2 separate regions of the Columba livia genome follow, and region 2 is linked to region 1. Evidence: chromatin contacts called from public Hi-C data. All regions are on one chromosome and are shown on one strand. The core of a region is the stretch at or near the end of the contact, and the rest is flanking DNA. Distances in the headings are between cores, read along the strand shown.

What was found. Hi-C and Micro-C count contacts between places; a contact is called where the count stands out from the background.
Region 2: a contact with region 1 is called in a Hi-C map of liver, with 2.7 times the contacts expected there. The contact joins the promoter of WDR19 here to the enhancer-like site in region 1. A contact is called at or near these places in 2 of 2 Hi-C or Micro-C datasets (crop and liver).

Annotation. Positions count from the first base shown.
Region 1 is chr4:24,177,679-24,181,628 of bColLiv1.pat.W.v2, reverse strand. The region is part of intron 2 of LOC135579345 (a long non-coding RNA gene); the gene reads left to right. Among named protein-coding and RNA genes, the nearest start is that of TBC1D1, 120 kb to the right of the region's middle. Within about 2 kb of position 2,433, at least 1 of the 3 cell types and tissues checked has an H3K27ac peak away from gene starts, as active enhancers do.
Region 2 is chr4:24,499,147-24,503,205 of bColLiv1.pat.W.v2, reverse strand. WDR19 (WD repeat domain 19) reads right to left here and starts at 1,308. Exons shown (of 37, transcript XM_065062613.1): 1 at 1,235-1,308. The coding sequence starts at 1,240. It overlaps KLHL5 (kelch like family member 5), which reads right to left. Exons shown (of 13, transcript XM_065062627.1): 13 at 1,636-3,189. The coding sequence ends at 3,133.

The sequences.
Region 1 (3,950 bases), core at 1,184-3,683:
TGCATGTTTTGTCTGTGAAAAGCACAGAGGTTGCTCTGCTGACAGGCTGGAAGCCACTAGTGTTGTGTAAGGTTGAGTGGACCTTGTGGGTTACTGGGCTGTCACTGAGTACGGACAGAAAATTGTTCTGTGGATAGAAGATGGGTTGGCCAGAGGCTTTTCTGAAAGTTTGTTCTGCAAAGAGCATCAGAAATGCTGCTGTGTTCAGATGATCTGCAACATGAAGAAACTAACTCTTCCCATAGCTAGAGGCTCTCGATGGTCTCAAAGGTCATAATCATGTAACATTGATTACGTTGTTAGTTATCAGGGCAGCTGTTTGTGACAAAAGACTGTGCTAAAATCAAAATATATCCCACAGTCTCCAAGTCTTAGTGTGGTAACAGGAGACTGGATAACCAGGATGAGCTCATCCTTCTCAGGTAAATCTAGTCCTTAACCTTCAGTCCTGCGCTTGCTGAGACCATACTTGGATGGAAACCAGAGGTAGTTTTGTGTGAGACAGCACCATTTAGCACCTTTAGAATTAACAATACTTTGTGTTTTTTAGCCAAGGTTCTTCTGGCCAGCACGCTTGCTAGTGGGTTGGAGGACTGAAAGAGAAACAGCCATGAGAATGTGTTTTTGGTGAGCAGGTCAGCAAAAGCCTCCAGGGTAACCAATGGGTTGTGGATGTCATAAGAGCACGCGTGTCTCACCTTCATTCAGTTCCGATTTTGCAGCTTCCTATCTGGACAGTTGAATACAATCTGAGCCCCAAAGGTCATCACATGTGTTATCGGGGATTAAAACTATTACCTCTCATTGTAAGTTTGGCCTCTCTAGATAAGGCAGGGGCGCAGCAACTGGCAATGGGCAGGTGCCCTCAGGAGGGTCTGCAAAGTCTGCGCTGAGAGCGAGATACTCTCTCATGTCTCTTGAGAGTGCTATAAACCTTTGTGTCTCTGATTTAAAGCAAAAATGACAGTTTTCTATGTTCCCACCAGGATGAAGTGAGCAAAGAGTACCAAACAAGGAAAGTAATGTACATTTGAAGCAGAACCGTTACATTTGCCTCTCTCAATTCAAATTGCTCCGTTCTGTAACTGTACCTATAGCCATAATCGTCTCTGTAGCCAAGGCCTGAATAATCCTTTAACAGCAATTAATATAATGGCATTGCAGAACTACCAAAATCAGGAATCACTACTTTAAATCACACCTGTATTGTTTTTTTCCTGGTGGTATCTTTCTTATTCTTTTCATCTAAGGGAAAGGTGGAAAGTCTTTTTTTTCTAAAATTTGCTTTATTACAAAAAATAAAACTAGCCCAGGTGAACTTTGAAGTACATGTAATTGAGTCTCATGTGATCAGAGGATCCAGTGTTGACAGGGACTCTCTTCTTGAAGTAAGTTAAGTGATGGTGTTCTCAGCCAGTGCTAGTGGAAAGCATGGTATTGTCTGCAAATAGCGTCATTCCACTTTTAATTTGTAATGCTGGTGAATAACTTCTAAGAAACAAACAGACCTAATTTTAGGTTAGTGCTTACAATACTGCAGTTTAGAACTATCAGCACAGTAAGGCAGAATTTAATACAAGAGAGTTCACTGAATATCATGCTGTATCTTAGTATAGAAGCTGGAAACCTTAGGTCAAGATCTAAGGTGGAAACCCTATTTAGCCTTAATGCTGCATGCTATTTAAAGACTTATTAAAACATTTTCCAGAGCTGCACTGGCCTAAGATATTACCTGAGAGCAGACCTGCAGCTGCCTGCTTGCAGCACATAAAGGAACTGTGTTTCTCCTAGCGGGGCATGTGGGCCTTTTTTTGTTTCACAGAGGTTGTGTTTTGCCGAATGCAGATAAAGGTAAATCATGTTTCTGTGATAGAGGCCACCCTCTGGTCCCATCTCTGCAGCCTACATTCACTGTAAATAGCCAGGTGCTGGTTCCCTGACCTGTTTTTCATCACAGTGGACTAATACTGCCAGAAGCCCCACTGCAGCAATGGTCTCCGGTGTCACTGCCCAGCACCACCAGCACTGCACAGCAGCTCTGCACGGAGCCATGAGACCCATGGCAGTGGGCGTGAGTGGCTGCAGGGCCTGCCCAAAGCCTCTGTCACACCTTCACCGCGGCTCAGGTATTGTCTGAACATGCCAGGCCAGCCGAACAAAGCCCCGGGAGGCAGGAGAAGAGGAGCACAGCTGCTCCTTTACCCCAAGGAATGCACTGGTGGAGCTGGCGAGGCTTTCCAGTACTGCTGCAGAAATAGTCTTTTGCTTCTCTGTCTCCATGGCCATAAAAGGAGGAGAGGAGTATTTTTCTACTTACCGTCAAAACTGTGGCTAGAAACAACTGAAGGATTTTGAGCCGCTGAGCCACAATGGTGGGTATTAGATAAGAGCATAAGGCAGAGATCACTCTGCTCATTTTCTGCATTCTCTGTCAATACTTGGTTTTAGACATTTTCAAAGTTGTTTTCATGAACCAAGACTTCTGTGATCATAATAATCACAGTACATACAAAGTTTTCATCAAAACCTTTTCTAACCAAAACTGATTTTGTAATAAAAGGAAACTCTTTTCTTCCCCAAATCATCCAAAAATCACTTATTGGACAAATCTCATGGATTCCACGTCCTTTTAAACTTGTTGGCAGAGAAACACCTTTCGACACAAATGTTCTGAAACAACATTGCCATCTAGTGGAGAATTTGATTCACCACTGATGTGAATTCCGTCATGCAGAAATAGGCACTTTGTGACTTGCACAAATGCAGAATTAGGAAGTGAAATATTCATTTTGAAAATCAATGCCTGGAGTTAACTGACAGCTTTAATTGAAGAGTAAAAGAGTCTTTGAGTCATATTGTAGACCAGTAATATTAAAACTATGCTAAATGCAGGAAATGAGTACAAAATTATCTAGATGAGTTTTAATTCCCTAGGATTTTCAGAAGGAAACATTGTTTGATGTTCACTCTGGCAAAGCAGCCAAATCTGTATCTGGAAAAGAGATAACAAAATTGCAATTACTTTCCATATACAAATGATGTAACAATTGGAGCCTGAATTTAATCAATTCAAATCAAACCCAAATCCTCATCTTTCAGGTTGGTGTAAATGGAAATCTGGAGGCAGACTCAGCAACGTGATTTCTTTTGGAAACTTCACAAGGACCCACCAGCTGTCTTTCACATGTTCATCCCCTTGCATGCGGGAGGTTTGATGCCTCTGGCCCCAACCGCTGTGCAGCACTTTCACGTGTGCGGGACAGAGTGGGACAGCGGTGGCAGGTCAGGGCTGCTGGTTACAGGGCTGGTGGTTACGGGGCTTTTGCTTCCTGCGCCCCCGCCCTGCCCTTTTTACAGTTTCTCTCCGATGCTCTGTCTGTTAATTGGTTTCTCTAACACGTCCCACCAGCTGCCTCCCCTGCCCTGCCTTTGGCACGACAGCAGCACTCCAGCGGGGTCTCCACAGCAAAGCACAGTCCTAGGAGCGTGCAGGACCCTCTCAAAGTTGTCTGGTCTCATCTATGTCATCCCTGTCTTTCCATACTTTTTTCCTCAATTGCCACATTTACTTCAGCATTGTAGCTGAAGCCAGTTTGCAGTTCTGTACTTGGCTAGCTCATCAGTCCCCTGTGGCCTAAACCCCTCTGATTTAGGCAAAAGTTAACTGTCGGGAAAACACACCGTTCTCCAGAGACACTAACTTCATACAGCACTCAAATGCCAAACTAGGAAGTTTATAGAAGAATCAAGGTCAATGAAGGCTTTTTAACCCACCTGTGGTTAGGGCCACCTGTAGAAGGTGTCTGCCTGGAGCAACACGCACGTGGGAAGGGCCACACCAAGAATTAGGTTCAGCTCCTCTGCTCTCCTGATTTTACTGTACAACACCTGGTGTCATTTAGGAAAACTACATCTCATAGAAGTTGATATCCGGAGGAGACAGAAGCTTT
Region 2 (4,059 bases), core at 59-2,558, 320 kb before region 1:
TGGGTGATTCTAATGCACCAAAGCACCAAAATTCCACAGAAAATTATTTTGATTTGTGCTGGACAAAAAAGAAGTTTCTGGTGCTAGGTGTCTGCATTGAAACTATTGTGACTCTACTGAAAGTATTATTTTTCTCTTACAGAATTACTGGAATTAAAAAATTGCATAGGGTACTCTCCCCTTCATGTCCAAAGTCCAGAATATTTAGTTCTCTAAATTTCATGGAAAAGCCTGGGACCAGAAAGCATTCTTGGTGTGTACAACACAGAAGGTTCAACATCTACATTTTTAAATGTATGTAACTATTTTGTCCTCTCTGAATTGTTGGGTCTTAAAAGCTAAGACCTCAAAGCTGCTCAGCCATAAGAAGAGATTCTGACTTCTGACTCAGAGAGCTTCTGAACTTCTTTTTTCTTGCACACTACCTGCAGGTTTTTCTAGAATTTGAGTGCAAGACAAAGCCCACAGCTTGGTTTCCCAGCTTGCCACCACAGCTTTTTCCCTCCCACTTCATCAGGTGAACACCAACACCTGGTTGCCCACCAAACGCTTACCCAAAGGTCCCTCATCCCTTCTGTTGGGTCGAATGTAAACTGAGGCGTTCTTTGCATTTTACTCACAAGAAGTATAAAAATATGAGAACCACGTAACACAAGCACAAAGAGCACCTGACAACCAGGCTGTTTTTGAAAAAAATTTAATTAAATTTGTAATAAACCAACGACGAAGAAAATCGTTTGGGCAGTGCAGGCAAGCTCCAGCGCACTGTACAGTAACGATCAACTAACCCCCCCGCAGTGGTTTGAGCAGGAAACTACCCTTCGGGCCCACTCGCTCAGCCGCTGCCCGAGGGGTCTCTCGCCCCCCGGTGCTGCCGGGGCCGGTACCGAGGCACCGCCACAGGGCCGCGGCAGAACACCGTCCCACGGTAACAGCTCCGGGCGGCGCAGGCAACTGCCGCGGACAGACCCGGCCTGGCCGGGGCTCCCGGGAGCGGCTCTCGCTCCCCTCAGGCGGATCCCGCCCGCTCGAGGCCGGCACGCACAGGCACTTGCCGACGCGCCCCGCTCCCCTCCCCAGGCCGCAGCGGGGCCCGCTCGACGCCCAGGCCCCGATCGTGCAGCGGCGAGCGGGAACTACAGCCGCGACCGCTGGCCCTGGGCGCCACCGTGGGCTGGGGCTCCTGGGCGGCCCCCTCCTCCCGCCCGCGCGTACGGCGGCCGAAGAGACTCACCTTCATCGCGCCCACCGCCCGCTGCGCGGCGCCCTCTGCGCATGCGCCTCTCCCCCGACCCGGCTGATCCGCGAGCCCGACCACGCCCGCCCAGGGCGTCGCTGTCACCCCGGAGACGGAGGAAGGCCGGCGCCATCACGGCTGCGGGGCGGGGCCACAGGCCGCATCCAATGGGGAGGCGCGCCGGAAGGGGCGGGGGCGGGCCTGTCGTGTGGGGACACGAGCCGGAGGGCTGAGCGAGGCCGCGGCTGCAATAGGTTAAAGTGCTGACAGGGAAATGGAGGTTTTCTAAAACCACAAGTCCAACACGAGGAGCAGCTAAAGTCACATTTCTTAATGAGACCTGTCAAGTCGCGGATACGGGTACACAAAAGAGAGAAAAAAGGCGCTGACCCGATAACTGCGTTCAAGTTCTGTTGCATTCTGTATTTGGTTGCAAACACTGCAGGTTTCACTGCTTAGTAATTTATTTTAAAACAATAAATAGTTCACCGAGAGCATTAACACATTTAAAATTACAAATGTACAAAGACTTTGGGTATCAGATGCTTCAAACGTTGGTAAAACATTCAGTGAGCTCACATCTTCCCATTTTCCATCACAAACGCACACAATCACCTACTGTTCTGAAAACAAAAGGAGCAAGGCACAGAAAAGCAAATACAAAAAGACTTTCCAGACCTTTCAAAGCAATTCGGTGTAACAGCATAGGGCTCGAGAAAGGCAAATTATAAACTCTCTGAAAAAATGATATAACTGTTAAATAAGGTAACTAATTGACACAAACCTGTGAGGCACACGTAACTCTCCTCTAAGATGCTGAACGTGCTCATATGTTGGCAGTTCAGCATCTTGGAGGATTTGGCTCTTTACATTTTGAAGCAACTTTACTGGACAGACAGACAATTGTTTCATTTTATCTTATAAAATCATACTTTTCAAATTAGTGCAAAGCCTCATGTAAAATGTAATTAGTCTAGATGTAATGGAATGCTTCAAAAATTCCAAAGTGCAAACATTAAACTTAAATTGCTTAACTTCTAATCAGACTTTAGAATTCTTCCAATAATTCATGCTTACAGATTTCCCCTTAAACATAGCAAAGTAAATATAAGAACAAAGTAGAGAAAAAGGTATGATGTTCTGCATCTCACATAGAAAACTCTGACAATCCAAAAAGTACACTGGATGTCAAAAATCTCTGGCAGAAATTATTAAATAGCAGATTTCTGTTAGCATAATAAGACAATATTTAAAATAAGCCTTTGGTTAAATAAAAAGTTTGCTAAACTAGGAATGATGATAAAAGTGCAAAAGATTCACCAAATACACATCTTCATTTCCAAGGCTGGCATCACACCTGCCATTTACAATGGTTTGCATTGGTTTTTTTCAGCCTGCATTGTAATAGCTCAGATACTTATGGCAAAACAAGTTTATTATAGGCAAATTAAATGTATGGGGTCTAATCCTGTAACTTCTTTCACCCAGAGACAGACTCAATTATATCAGTGGAAGTATATCCATATAGCACATCACTGCGTGTTTGGGGATCAAGACCCTGAATCTGTAGCATTTGTTTATTACAACAAATTCACAAATGAGTTAACTCATTTCTTAGCACTTCCTAAACAGAAGAACAGAAGTCTTCTGCTGGCAACTGGCCGGTTGCTGCTGATTTTCTTACAAATAGAATTCTTGTAACATATGGGTAACAAAGATGATTTTTTTAAAAAAGTGCTTCGTATTGGTCCGTAAGAACATGTACATGTTAGCTTGAGACCAAACACTCGCTGTGGTTGACATCCCACACCTTGTTACTTATTGGTGCACCGGTAGTTTGCTTGAGGAAAAAAGAAATAGTCTATGGAGAATGTCATCTTCATAGAGAAAATAATTTACAGTTTTACAGTCACAACACATGCTCCAGCTCTTCCTAAGCACAATGGTGCAACCTGTAAGAAAGAAAAAAAATGTAGTCAGCTTTAAGTATTTTTATTTTTTTTCCTAAAACTGACATGTAGTTAATGCTTATAATAATGGTTTGACAGCTGCAACAGTGGCAACATCACCCACACTGTTAATGTGACATAAAAATATTGCAAATTGGTCCAAAACTTGGATAAAAAGCCACAGAAAAGGTGAAAGTATTTGATATGATAGAGTGAAGCACTTTAGAAGCAATAGCAAACCGCAAGAATATGAAACAATACTTATTGATAATTTCAATAAGAAAGAATTTCAAGAAGAAAGAATCCTTTGTTGTGGTACAAACCAGACATCTGAGCCAAGCAGTCTGACAACTGAGTAACGGTTGGCAAAATTATGCATTTTTCTCTCAAACAGAAAATGCCAAACATGATAGGGCAACCTCTCCTTTTTGCTCCAGTATTTGATAAAATCCTGCTAAGAGTTCTTGAAATACAAATAATTTCCCAGTCTCTATTATTCTTTGTAAACAGAAATTATTTCTGGCAAGACCCTTTTTGCTGCGATTCTGCTGGATTTGCAAAGAGGAAGGTAGTTTCTAACATTCAGCTTCCCCTTTTAAACTTCCTAGTATTGGAGCATGTTTGAATATCACACTAAGTGCTATAGAGATTATCCTAAAGAAAAAAAAAAACATATTTATGGCAACTCCCCTATTTCTTTTTTTTTCGCCAGGAACATCAGACTTATCTCGAGCCACCTGTGGCTCTGACAAACTTCAGCTGAGAAAACTCCACTACCGTCTTTGGCATTGTGTGCAGATGAAGTAGTGGCAGACTGCTGACGTAACAAGAGGAAAGGAAGGTACACAGACACTTCCAAATCCCCCAATGAAG